Linked DNA regions of Aedes albopictus: region 2 is linked to region 1. A link is a contact called in public Hi-C data. All regions are on one chromosome and are shown on one strand. The core of a region is the stretch at or near the end of the contact, and the rest is flanking DNA. Distances in the headings are between cores, read along the strand shown.

The links. Hi-C and Micro-C count contacts between places; a contact is called where the count stands out from the background.
Region 2: a contact with region 1 is called in a Hi-C map of embryo, with 8 times the contacts expected there. The contact joins the promoter of LOC134284116 here to the promoter of LOC134289550 in region 1. A contact is called at or near these places in 3 of 3 Hi-C or Micro-C datasets (embryo, whole body and whole pupa).

The regions. Positions count from the first base shown.
Region 1 is chr3:83,640,361-83,647,096 of AalbF5, reverse strand. It overlaps LOC134289550 (arrestin domain-containing protein 2-like), which reads left to right and starts at 3,958. Exons shown (of 2, transcript XM_062855508.1): 1 at 3,958-4,266. The coding sequence starts at 4,128. The region is part of intron 1 of LOC134289551 (arrestin domain-containing protein 3-like); the gene reads right to left.
Region 2 is chr3:84,487,638-84,494,860 of AalbF5, reverse strand. It overlaps LOC134284116 (TATA-binding protein-associated factor 172), which reads right to left and starts at 5,749. Exons shown (of 7, transcript XM_062842421.1): 1 at 5,093-5,749.

The sequences.
Region 1 (6,736 bases), core at 2,709-5,208:
CTAGAGCGACTGAAGCAGCTGGATGTCGTCTCAGCATACGCGTAGAATCTCGAGGTAGCATTTCCAGATGAGGGCGAGATTGATGTGCCACATCTAGAGAACTATGGGCCCACATAGCCGAGGCGGTAAACGCACGGGTATTCAGCATGACCATGCTGAGGGTGACGGGTTCGATTCCCGGTCGGTCCAGGATCTTTTCGTAAAGGAAATTTCCTTGACTTCCTTGGGCATAGAGTATCTTCGTGCCTGCCACACGATATACGCATGCAAAATGGTCATTGGCAGAGGAAGCTCTCAGTTAATAACTGTGGAAGTGCTCATAGAACACTAAGCTGAGAAGCAGGCTTTGTCCCAATGAGGACGTTACGCCAAGAAGAGAGAGATCTAGAGAACTTCTCGACCAGAACGAATGGTTTGGAGGAAACCGCAGCGCGGGCGGTAATGCTGCAGTAAGGAACGCGGCAGAACGTGGAACTATACAAACAGAAGGAAAACAGCAGACCCGCATCTTTCGGCAGAAAAAAAGGAAGAAGCGGAGTGCAAGGAAATGGAACTGCTGTGCCATTTACAAGAAACACGGACGTTCTACCAGAAGCTCAGCGCATTCCGCAACGAATTCGTGCCGCGAGCCGAAATCTATAAGAATAAGTTCTGGAGCTTCTTGACGAACGGACGTGTGGTGATTGGAAAGTACAGAAGCAATACTTCATTCGCACTAAAATGGTGAGGGAAGTTATAAGGATTCACCATCTCAAAACTAAGAAAGCTGTTGATAATAATGAATTCGCAGCTGAACTCATCAGGATGAGCCCAGAATACAAGAAACCGAACAGCTACCGAAGGAGTGGAAGTAAAGGGTAAACTGCCCCAGCCACAAGAAAGGAGACCATTTGGGATGTGAGAACTTCAGAGCGATTACCATTTTGAATGCCTACTACAAAGTGCTACCCCAGATCATCTTCCGACGTCTGCAACCTAAAACGAATGAGTTCGTGGGAAGTTATCAATCCAATTTAATCGACGGCCGGTCGGCAACGGACCAGACCTTCACTGCGATCAATTTATGCATCGTCCGCAAAGACATTGATATTATATCCAGAACATTTAGAACAGTGGTAGAGCTGTACTCCCACCTAAAGCGCGAAGCAGCAAAGGTAGGATTGGAGATGAATGCATCAAAAACAAAGTACATGCTAGTAGGCGGAACTGAGCGAAACAGGACAATCCTTGACAGCAGCGTGTTACGATAGATGGGGATACCTTCGAAATGGTGGAGAAACTAGTCTACTTCGACTCCTTCAGTAGGTCGGCTCTAGAGGCACGTTCTCCTCCATTTGGGAAATTTGTGCCTCGACTCCTTAGTAAACTATCTTCATTCAGGGCGGCTGCTTGCTTTAGCCTTAACCTGGGCCCATATTTCGTCTCCACCTTTTCGTAGTGTGTGCTCGACCCACCTCCATTTACGTTCTAGAATTTCTGTTGATATCGATTTATGATGGCATACTGATAGCGTAAATATTCAGTTGATGCAACTTTTGCGCGGATAGGGGTAAGCTTTGAGCTTTTTAGACCTTCTCACGGACGAAATAATGACGGATGACTAGTCTATGTCCTTCAGAAGGACGGCTACAGAGACACGTTATCCTCCATTTGGGACATTTGTGCCATTGGTTTTGTCCTTACTCCGTGGTGAGTAACCGACTTCTTTCCCACCTAGCTTGGATGCCCTTTTGTTGTCGCAATATATGGTGATCTCCTCCAATACTCCCCATAGCTCCTGTCATAGTCCTCGCCATCAAATCGCTAGTGCTGCTGCCTAATACAGACGGCCATGTATTCGGCTTCCGTTGTTAACAAGGCCACTTTTAACTGTCGTTAACAGATCCATGAAATCGATCCTCCTGATTGCATGAAAATGATCCAGCGATGGAACGTCGCGTCTCAACATTGCTTCCCTCAGTCCGCTTCACAGAATCCGATGAAATGTTCTTCTGCTTGCTTGCTGTAGATGAGCTGCAGATCTCACGTCCCTTTTACTAGGTACCGCTAAATACGCTTTACGGCTATCCAATGCATTTTCCCGGGTCACTACAGAATTAATTAGCGGCAAACAAATAGGAACTAAAGACCTCCTATGAACTTCTTCAATTCATTGACCTTGTACTGGCTCTTCGCAAATATCAGAAGGTCGTCGACATATGTACGCGGCCACAATACCACAGTAGACGCACGTGCCAATCCAAACCACTTCAGCTCTCCATCAAGTTCTGGTTCCAGATTTTGCTTGTCTGTTTCAGTACGTACAAAGCTTTCATCAACTTGCAGGCATTTCTCGGACAACTGGGCTGCTGTATGTAGGCTTCATTTCCTAGCTCACCTTGCAGAAACGCGGTCACTGCATCCATCTGGTGTACCTTCAAATCCAGACTAGTGGCTAGCGGCATCAGATAACGGATGGTGAAATACGGGCGAGTACATATCTTCGTCGCTTCATAATCGACGCCCGTAACTTGAGAATAGCCTTTGCGGCCTTGCATCTTTTGATAGATCCGTCGGAGTTTGTCTTCACCTTATACACCCACTTGCAACGGAGAGCTTTCCATCCTTCTGGCAGATCGCTTAACTCCCGGTTTCGGTTGTTTATCAACGCTTGATACTTCTCTGCCATTGCACCTTTCCAACGATCGCTGCTGTGGAGGGAGCGCAGCAGCTTGTAGATCGGCACCGATCAGCGTATCATTAGCATCTCTGAGCTCCTCGGAATCTGGCTCGCTAAGTTCATCTGCGGGGATCGGTCATCCTCTTTGCCGTCTACGAGCTCTTCCTCTGCAACCTCGTTCTGCACAATCATTTCGAAAAGTTCATCTAGAAAGAGATCATGTCATGGCTGACTGCTACGTCTCTGTACGCCACCGAATTTTCACTGAGCATTGATCATTCTGACTTCTCATCCCATTTTGGTCTTTTTTTCTTCCTTTTTTGTCTCCTTCGCCTGTCATCCTTGCCATTTCCGTATCATTCGCCTTACAAAAATGCGTGGGTGTGACAGGTCAGGCCGTTTACCGACGAACTTCTGGAGAGTAACGATACAGGCCGCCGCCGTAACAACTGTCTCTGCCCAGAATCGCTTCTCCAGGCCGGCATCAAATAGCTTGCTTAAGCGCGCTCAACCAAAGTTCTACTCCTCCGCTCTAGTAGGGCACCGTTAGATTACCTTTAATAAACTCATTCTTTTCTGTCATGCTGAACCGAATAGACGTTCTCACCCTTGCTCTTTTAGTCCTTCAGGTTGTTTCAATCAATACAGTGATGGTGCTCCAGAGTTGACGCGGGTGATGCACCGTACCTAGGCGGTTCATGCCGAGATGTCGATCGCTTATCTGTCGTTGAAACTTGAAGAAGTTGTTCGAAGTGCTCTAACTAACGTTTTAGTTGATCATTTAGAAATAATTTAATAGTTTCGACTGTGATTGCTGATTTTTTGGAAAGTTTCTTTCATCCTTCTAAGCAGCTAAAAGGACTATTGTATCGACATTCCGACGATTCGACGTATATTCCGTCTTCTTCAAGCCTCAAAATCTTTGAATAATTTCTCCAAGACCATGCATTTCCATGACACGCTCATTGTCCATGTTGTTGCTAAAACTTTCCATGTTCCAATTCTTGTCCGTTGTTCCATGAAGTCTTGAAGTTTTATATTATTATTTATTTTGTATATAAAAACGTTATTAACTAGAAATTTGCTTATTTATGTGATAAGTTAAAATCTTCACAACATTCTAAGGTTTGCTAGACATTTCTTCTTCTGTTTCCCAGTATCCATCAGATATCTTTTCCATGCCTTCACCCCTCCCGGTCTGAATCCGCTCATGCAGCCAGCCCCCCGTTCACGGGAGTGATAACGCAACATTATCGCCGCGTGCGAGGGAAGATAAGCGTAAACAAATTGTTGCTTCCCATTACAAATAGCAACCAAGAAGAGACCGGACCGAACCGTTGCCAGTCGTCTAGTCCTGTGCAAATCTTGAACCAGTACACTTCGGCAGTAGCTCCTCCAACACCGTTTCTACCAACGCAGCAGTTAGCTAAAACGGACGGAAACGTACCCATCAGACTGTCCGAGGAGGATGACAGCCCAAACGAAGGATTCCAAACACGTCAAGTGCGAAATTCGATTCGATAACAGTTCGTCCGGGGTTTATCGACCGGGAGATACCGTCAACGGGACCATTGTGATTACTTTGGATAAAAAGAAGAAATTTCGAGGTGAGTTGACCTTCGCGTGAAAACGGGGGTTTCTTCTAAGTAGATCAGGTGCAAAAATAGCTGTTACAATTTTGAGGCGCATTATCTCTGTAGTCTGGCAGGCAGAGAGACCCTAATTGGATAGATAAATTTATATCCTGCGCCAAATTCCCGTGGATGTTTATTTAAAAATTTTCATTATAGCGAGTCATCTTCTTGTCTTCAAGGGGATTTGGTACTGAAATTGTTTTTTATTATAATTCTAAAATTGAAACGAATTTAATAGAATTGCTTGATGCTTTATTGATTTCTAGATATAAAAAAATCAAATACTCGGGGTATTTAAAAAAAATCAAGCAGAAAATCACAAACAATGCATACACATCCCCCAGTATGAAGAACTATATCACTAAGAACTTGATGATTTTGTGGCTATATCGGTCTCTTTCTACTCAAAGTATAAGGGAGTAGAGATCAAAGTGGATAATGAAATGATAGATATGATAGATTTCGCTAGGTAGCGAACAAGTGTGAAAATTTTATAGAAGGTGAAATTAGGCAAGTAGGCCATGTATTGAACGAATACATCGAATGCGTGAAACTTCTGCCGTGCGACCTGTGCTTTTAAACAGATCGGCTTGGTTGGTAGTTCATACCACCTTACCAAGACTGGCAAAAGTTTCAGGCACCCGACTGCCTAATGTATTGTTCTGTTTTCATCACAAATTCTATCTTGTTCGCTACCTAGCGAAATCTATCATATCTATCATTTCATTAGGCTATTCCTATCATTGGCACACGCCGTAATAAATACTTAAAATAGTTTTGGCTATTTCTATATTTTTCCTGTAAAGTATGAAAACTAATCAAATGCCAAAAGACATATTTTGATTGACAACTTTTGTCAATCTTCTTATTTTTTTTTTTTAAGAAATAGTTTTCGTTAGGTAGTGCGATAACTGGTACAGGCGCACTATGTTTTTCTAGTTTTGGGACATGATTTTTTGAAACTAGAATGCCAAATATATTTAAGTACTTGCTACCCTAAAACTCTCTCATATTGTAAATCTTCATAAAACTCTGGATTGTGTTCCATTTTTAGTGAAACCTAGTATTTTTATATCTATAGATTTATAGTGATTCGAAAAAAAAATAAATTAAGAAAATGTCTAATATGGGAAAATATTACATTTCATTTAAAAAAATCGCAAATGCTAAAAAAATATGCATCGTTGAATTGTTAATACCTATGTTATATCAAATTTTCTGATTTTACATATTTATTGCTCCTTAACCTTTCAATATATATTTTTCTGAAAACTACAATTCACTATCTTAAAAAAAAAAAACAGAAATTTTAAATCGACCTGATGACTTTTTCATTTTTAATTTTTTTAGTTTTGAAGAACTTTGATTTGTTGGACCACCTTTTCTTGGAAATGGTCACCCTAATGACGAATAGTGATCAGAAACTTCACATATTTTAACACTACCGCTCTAACTAAAGTTATAATCTCAAAGGGAGTATTAGAAAGATGCTTAACGTTATCGTGGCATATCGATTGGTTAAACAAGATCGGAAAAATATCATATTAACTACAAATGGCTAAGTGAGTGAGAAAAATGCGACTTGCATTGAAAACGACATGGCTTAGAAGGGCAGTGTATTTTGGATAATTTTTCAGTAATGAAATATGAATGAGCTTCGAAACTTTTGTGAGCCAGTTTAACTGATTCTGGATCAGCTCTAAACTTCTTTTTCATCATAATAACCTACATACATGTCATAAAAAGATTAATTGCACATCAAATTTCTGAAAATTCATAGTTTTGTTCATCTTTAAACATCTTTAGAGACAATATAAGCTAGAGACAATATAATCCACAATTTTGGAAGACATTTTTGAAAAGTTTCCTAAAACATCAATAATCGGAGATATACCTACTTCAAACTAAACTTAATGCCTATATTTTTTTTAAATGTCGTGAAATTCTTTTTCGAAAATATTAACCTTCCGTTAGTCATGCGGTTCAATATCACCGCCTTGGTGCTGGCAAGCCTTTTCAACGTTTTGAACAAAAAAAAACAGTGCGACTATTGAAGGGTGAAACACTTTTCCAAGCCCAAAAGTAAAAATGGATCTTATCTCAGTTTTGTTAAAAAGATGGCATTTTTACTGAATTAATGTATTTGACACAGTGTCTACCATGAATATCAGATTTCTGGCAGAAATCGTCAAGAATAGTTTGCTCAATTTTATGAAAAAATAGAGGATTTTTATGTCGTTTAAGTTGACACTCTTAACCTTCCTTTTGCATCACGTTGGCAGCAGCTCGCTGACGTAGTGTTGGGTTTGGGTGAAAAAAAAATGACCCTAATGTCAAAGGAGGGTTGAAGAAATTAGTTGGCAAAATCCGAGGCATTTTTATTTGAACAGATTATAAAAATAATTGTCTAAATCTTTCTATTGTTATTGTTTATTTTAACTTG
Region 2 (7,223 bases), core at 4,500-6,999, 850 kb before region 1:
TATCTTTCAATAACAAATGAGATCTGCTATGTGGAGCACCTAAACCAGGTCCAGGGTGGCCACTCAGAGCGGCAAATAAAATTCCCGAGTTTTTCCCGATTTTCCCGATAGCTTTTTGAATTTTTCCCGATTCTAAAATAGAATAATTCACAGTGAAAATTAAGCGTTATTTACTAAGAAAAATTTAAGAGAATCAATATTGAATATTTTCAAATCTTTGGAATTAACATAGTATTCATATGAACTTGAAAATAAGTTATGTTTTATTTGTCTCGTATCCAATGATGGGCATTGAAGTCACGATATCTTCATTAAAGATTCCCTAAATTCATAGATGACCAACTAGTACAAATTATGCAGTTGTTTAAGCAAATAAAAAAAGGATAATCCTTGGAGGTCGAAATTCTCAGAGAATACACTATGAATATTTGATTTACGAACTTATTATTTGTGGATTTCTTTGTAATATTCCAAAAATCTCTTCTAAAAATATATTGGTAAGCTCGTTTGGGAAACTAATAGGCAATAACAGAATGCCCAGAAAAAAAACATTCCGGATGAACTTCTGGTGAAATATCTGGATAGATTACTCGTGAAAGAATTTTGGAAACGATTTCTAGGGAAATCCTCAGTGTAGTATTTTTTATGGTGATTTTCAAGATATTTTGATAGAAAACCAGTGGCGAACTTTATGGTAGCGTAAATGGCTACTGCAGGAAGTCAGGCAAGTTACTTAGGCTGAAATCGTAAATTCTAGGAGAAATTTGAGAGATCAAAGAAATCTTAGATTTTGTCTGATAATCGTCTAGCATTCAGTTATTTCATCAGCGATTGCAATATGAAGTACTCAGAGATTATTTTTTCGGATCACATTTTCAGATATGACAGGAATTTCTCCAGGAATTCCTGAAAGATTAGTTTTTGAGAAATTATTTCCTTCAAAATGTAGAGGCAGATTCATTATTTGGGAATTATTTATTTCCATTAATCTTACAACTATATTGCTCCAGATGCTTCTGAATACTCACGGTAACTCTCGCGAGAATTCCAATTGGTAGTTTAACTAGAAACTATGAATACTCGAAATTCTCGAGAATTTGCTGAACCAGGGAATTATGCTAAAGCTTCACCAAAAAGGGATTTTGCCGATAACTTACTCCGGTTTCCTCCGAACATTTTTATTCACAAGTTCAACAAATGAGTACATCCAAGAACTTCATGAAAAACAACAGAAATCTTTCGAATAAAATATTAGAAATATTTTTATGAACTACAATAGGCGTGCTTTGCGGAATTCCATCAGATACTAAAAATCCCTTTTAAATATTCTTTCAATTGTTTTTCACTGACCATTTTTAAATTGTAAGAATGTTTTCACCAGAATTACTAATCCAGAATTTCATCATTTTTAATTGTAATTTATTCTTGGGGAAATTCATTCATTGATTCAAAATTTTATCAGCATCCTATCCAAATTTTCCAGACTTTTCGCTCAAAGGACAAAGGCTACATCAAGTATTCTCCTAGAGATTGTACAAGGATATTTTTTTAAAAAGAGGTAATAATTTTTGTTATGTTTTAGAAAACTTTTATAGGACGCTTGATGTTTTCAGGACCATGTACATCCTGAGATACAAGTGACATATGAATCTATAAATATTTGAATGTGTCTCAACCAGTCTTTCCACCAGAATGTTCTTTAGAATATCTTTGAAAATGTTCAAATTGTGATGTTAGGCAACATCACTGTGATTAACTTTATAATAATTTCCAAGAATGGTTTTTACGCCAGTTCACCTACTATGTTATATGGTTCAACAGCTGTTGACTGCTTTTCCCACAGATTCTCGTACTTATGCTTCTGGAGACTGAACAAATTTTACAATTTTGGAAATTCCCGGTGGCTAGCAACAATTCCCGAGGTTTTCCCGACTTTTTCCCGGTGGTTTCGAATTCCCGAGCTTTTCCCGGTTTTCCCGAAATTCCCGACTGGGTGGCCACCCTGCAGGTCAGAACCTGTAGGCGATGCTCCAAACCAGTACATCCAAAGCAGAGATGTTTGGATGTGAGCGCACCCGAAACCCAAACAACAACTACAGCACCAGCAGCAGCAGCAGTAAGTGCCCCATCAAGCGAACCGATATTCACCGAAGCTGATTTTCCACCGATGTGCAGTCAATCCAGCGAATCTTCCCCTGATGTAAGTGATTCTTTCATCGAGATTGTAGCAAGAAGCAGACGTAGGGGATTCTGGGGTAATACGCACCAGTTAAGGAAGATGCGTCCAAATGCATATAAAAGGGCAATAATTTATTGTTTTAATGCATGCATTCTTTGCAAATACTATCATTCTAAGCAATATCGAACAAAATTTCAGCCTTCATATAGTTCAGCTTTTGAAAATAACGTTTTTTGTAAAGACCAACATTACGGCTTCGTATGATTATGCGGGGCAGTATGCACCCATGCTCGGGGTAAAATGCACTACAACATTGGGGCAGGATGCACTCAAACAAAGGGGCAAGACGCACCACAACATTGGGGCAAGATGCACTGTCGAGTTTATAAATATTTTTCCTTCTCAAAGAAAGTGCATGTTTTCTATGGTTTTAAGACGATTAATAGCTCAATTTCATTTGCGATTACTGACAGAGTACTCATAGATATTATTACTGCTTGTTTTCTATAGGTGCGTTTTGCCCCAACACATGGAGTGCATATTGCCCCAATCAAGAGTAAAAAATAAAATTGTTTAAAATATATAATCCACGTACATTACTGTTTAAGTTATTCTTCCTACGCTTAGTATTGCCCTCAATCAGCTAAATAAACACAACAGCTCAAGATATTTGGTCAGTTTTCACCATCAAATCGTTCGATAAACGATCGGGAAAATTACATCAGAAACCTGCTTTTTGATGTTATTATTTTTTCTCACTAATTACGTAACGCAGATACGTAAAATTTTTCAGGTGCTCATTTAAAGGGACGCTCTATTTGACTTACAAGGTTTCAAAGCCCCAAAATCGATAATTCCTGAAAAATCAAGGGGGTGCGTTTTGCCTCGACGGTGCATATTACCCCAGATGCCCCTACACTTGCCGAACAAGAGACCAAAACGACTACCATTTCAACGAACCAAACCGAACAGCAGAGCACGAATGAAGACGACGACGATGACGACGGGAACGACAGTTCAACTTCACCATACGAGACCTACGATGGCACCAACAAGCGGCGGCTGTCAACGAAGCGTAGGAAAGATAAAAAAAAGTTGTGTGCAACTCAGGAATCACAGAATGGCTGTGATTCGAACTTGTCTACTGAAATGTGTAAATAGTAAATTCGGCCCCGTTAAGTTTTTTTGGCGCATGGGCCTACCAAATAAAGAGATTTAAAAAAAAACTAAAACTGTAACAAAAAATACAACGGTCTAATCAAAATAATAACCTATTTCGTTATTGTATTTCTTACGAATAATCAGACTTTGGCGACGAAATTGAATTCGCCATATTATGGTGCTAACCTAACATTTATGACACATTTTCGCATTCTTTCCCCGATTCAGGCGAAAACATAAACAGCTGGTAGCCGAGAACAATAAGGATGAACGTAAACATCGGGCCCATATAGCCGAGGCGGTAAACGCACGGGTATTCAGCATGACCATGCTGAGGGTGACGGGTTCGATTCCCGGTCGGTCCAGGATCTTTTCGTAAAGGAAATTTCCTTGACTTCCTTGGGCATAGAGTATCTTCGTGCCTGCCACACGATATGCGCATGCAAAATGGTCATTGGCAGAGGAAGCTCTCAGTTAATAACTGTGGAAGTGCTCATAGAACACTAAGCTGAGAAGCAGGCTTTGTCCCAATGAGGACGTTACGCCAAGAAGAGAGAGAGAGAGAGAGTAAACATCGGTGAACCAGATTGTTTTGTGGTGTAAACATGACCAGCTGGTGGACCGAGAACAAATGACCTTAATAGTAAACATTGAGACGGCCGGCGAAAACTGTCACATTATCGGGCGAGTTTCAAAAACCCTGAGACTGAGAGTGACAGCGAAATCGAAAGCGAAACATGAGTACGACGAAGTTTATTGCATCGAAGTCTAAGTCGAAAAAAAATCGCAATATAATCATAACAAAATTATAACACAATATGATACAAATTTTAGCTCCAAGAAAATTAGTTTCTATCATATTTTGATACAATTGTGTAAAATGATGTTCTGAATGTCAAAGAATCAGAACTAAATTATTTCAGTATTTGAGTTATTGAACAACATTCATAACATAATATGATACAATTGAGTTATAATATTTTTAAACACCAATTATGTTAAACATGATTATATCACAATGAGTTATAAATATCATGGTTTGTTATAATTATGTTATATTTTTGTTAGAATCTTCTAGTCGGGCAGTGATTGTGTCGAATGTTTAATTTAAAGTAAAAGTAAGTAATATTATGTAGTTATCAAACAATTCTTAAACCACAACATAAACACAAATCACCCCTAACCTGTGTTGCAAAGCGGTGATGTAAACAAAACAAAGCCGTAATATTAGTTGTTTGTATTTTAAGGACAGACTTGTTAGAAACCCAAAATGGCCACAATGGCCGACTTTGGCACCTACTCACGATCTCGAGCGCACAAATCTCTTCATAAACAAACCCAGCGCACCTGAGTTTCTTATTTTAAGCTTATTACAAGTGAGCAAGAACATAATAATAAAATGCACTTTTGTTTGAAGATTTGTGCTTCTGAAGTTTTGATGCGATGTTTGAGCGGGATTTCAAGACGTTTGTCCTTAAACACTTCATATACTGTTTCTAGAATAATTGAAAACAGTACCGCCAAACGTTGTGCCGCTTTCGCATGGAACGCTCTCTATATTAAATGCTATTGGATGGAAGAAGAATGGAGCAAAAAAAGACGTAGACTGAAAAATGCACACGCACTCACAAACGTCGTCATCACACTGACTGACTGACTGACTGTAGAGACACACGGCAGACATTGGACGATCGTGTTCACCCTAGGTACTAGATAGGAGACGACGACGACGGAAAATAAGCAACGACCTACCTTTCCTGAGTCCTTTTGCAGCTGCGTGTCTGGTTTGTTCCTTCGATTGATGCACTTCCGGTGTTCGCACGGCATCATGTCTCGGTCTAGGATGATCCAATTTTCCCCATTTTTTCACCAAAATCCAAGCGGAAATAGGTACCTGTTTGCCCTTCAGCACAACTCGGGGGGGATCAAAACAGGATCAACCCTTCTTGGTCACACAACACACCTAGAACACTGGCCGATCTTCTTCCGCTCCTCACTTCCGGCGCCAGCTATTTGCTTCGATTTAAATCGCACTTTCGGTTTTCCACGGCCCACTACCGATCTAGTACCACTTCTACACCACCCTATTGCTGCCTTTGTTGCATGTGCTGCTGGAAACTTGCCAATGATAACAGGAGAAGGCAGCAGATTCACAGAACCATTCACTAGAAAATCACAAAACACTGTCACTATCACCGGAGAACCTAGGGGGGAAATTGATTTTTCAGAGAAATCCTGCATCGTCGAGGTTCAAATTTATACTGTTCGCCATTCCACAACTGCAAGTTAATTTCTTTCATTTTTTGTCTCTGTAGTGGTACACCGAGGCGCTGGTATTGGTGAGCTGTCAAAAGGGACGGCTGACAGATCGACGGCTCGTGTGTTGGTTTGTTTACGCCGTTAATTATCAATTTGTTGGCACTAAGCAGCATTTTTCTGTATTCCAAACAATTTTTCCATAAATTGGAACAAATGATTATACCAACAATACATTGCAAATAGCGTTTCTTGATCCACTTCAAGCAAATCAGCCCAAAATTATTAGCTGCTCAATCAAAACAGCTGATCGCTAATTGATGCCGCAATGGCGTATCAGCTAATGACAGCTGGTTGTCATTGCAAGTTTGGCAGCTGTCATGCAAGCGACCGAGGGGACTGCATGAGTTGTTTCAGCAAAAGTTGACCCTTTGTTTCCCGGTGATGGTTAGGAAGAAATTAATCGTTGTACAGTTTTAAATTACAATTATCTTTTTTAGGTTTTGCAACTGGGCGATCGTATATGGTTAGTTAGATCAAATTGGCATTGATGCACACAATAAATTAAAATGAACAGTGTCTTCGACAACGTTTTTGTAAGTTTACCTTCCTCCATGCCACGATTCTAGGGAAGAGGGGGGTTTGTGAAAGTGTGACAAACCATATGTATTAGGAATATGAAAACCCCGAAAAAAGGAGAGAGGGGAGTCGAAATTTTTAAATTTTAGCGTGATATTAATGGATGCTAATGATTATCATAAAACTTTTTCAGCAAGCAGGGGTTATTGTGCGCGGATTTGCAAACTGAAAACGACGAATTGGGATCGTCATTGCTGAAATCGTTGTTCGATTGAAGAGCCAGACAGTTGCCAAACTGACACAACGTTCTGACAAATTTAACGTAGGAGCAACACGTGCGAGAAATTTTCTCTCTCGGTCGGTGTCGTTTGTTTTGATCCAGTCTGACATTTCTTTTATACTGCTTATGCTGCCAGCTGATGGATGAGCGATGTCTTTTTGGAAGAACTTACGGAGATGAAAAGTTTTCGTTGTAAGAATTTTTGGGAAATTTATATTTAATAGTTCAGCATTAATATTTTTGATGAGTGTTTCATAGAAAATCAGTCTACAACTTTTGAAGTTGAAGATGGTGAACAAATAAATAAATAAATAAATTTTCACTATAACATTTAATCTTTTCTAAAAGTCGTTTAAAATAATAAGCGCATTAACTTAGAAGAATATCATATTGTCGGGCCGCCACCAAACCGGACGTCGCACAATCAAGCCACAACGCGACCCAACTCGCGACGTTTTTGAAACATGGCAAAAGTAGTGCGCATCCTTCCCATTGGCGTCAGCGCACTATATGCGAAACAGTTGCGCCAATTGTGGATCAAGAATATGGCAATTTTTGATTAAATGTCTGTCTTGATTCCAACCGGATAGACAATACTAGAACACATGTAAACGCCCCTTGAAATTGAACGGCAATTCCCGAACAGTCCAAGCAAATTCCCTAGGAATTCATGTTCGAAGTAAACCCACAATAATAAATGATATATGTAAATATGTGTATCATGTTTGCCTAATTTTACACCTATCCGTACAAACTATATGAATTTGT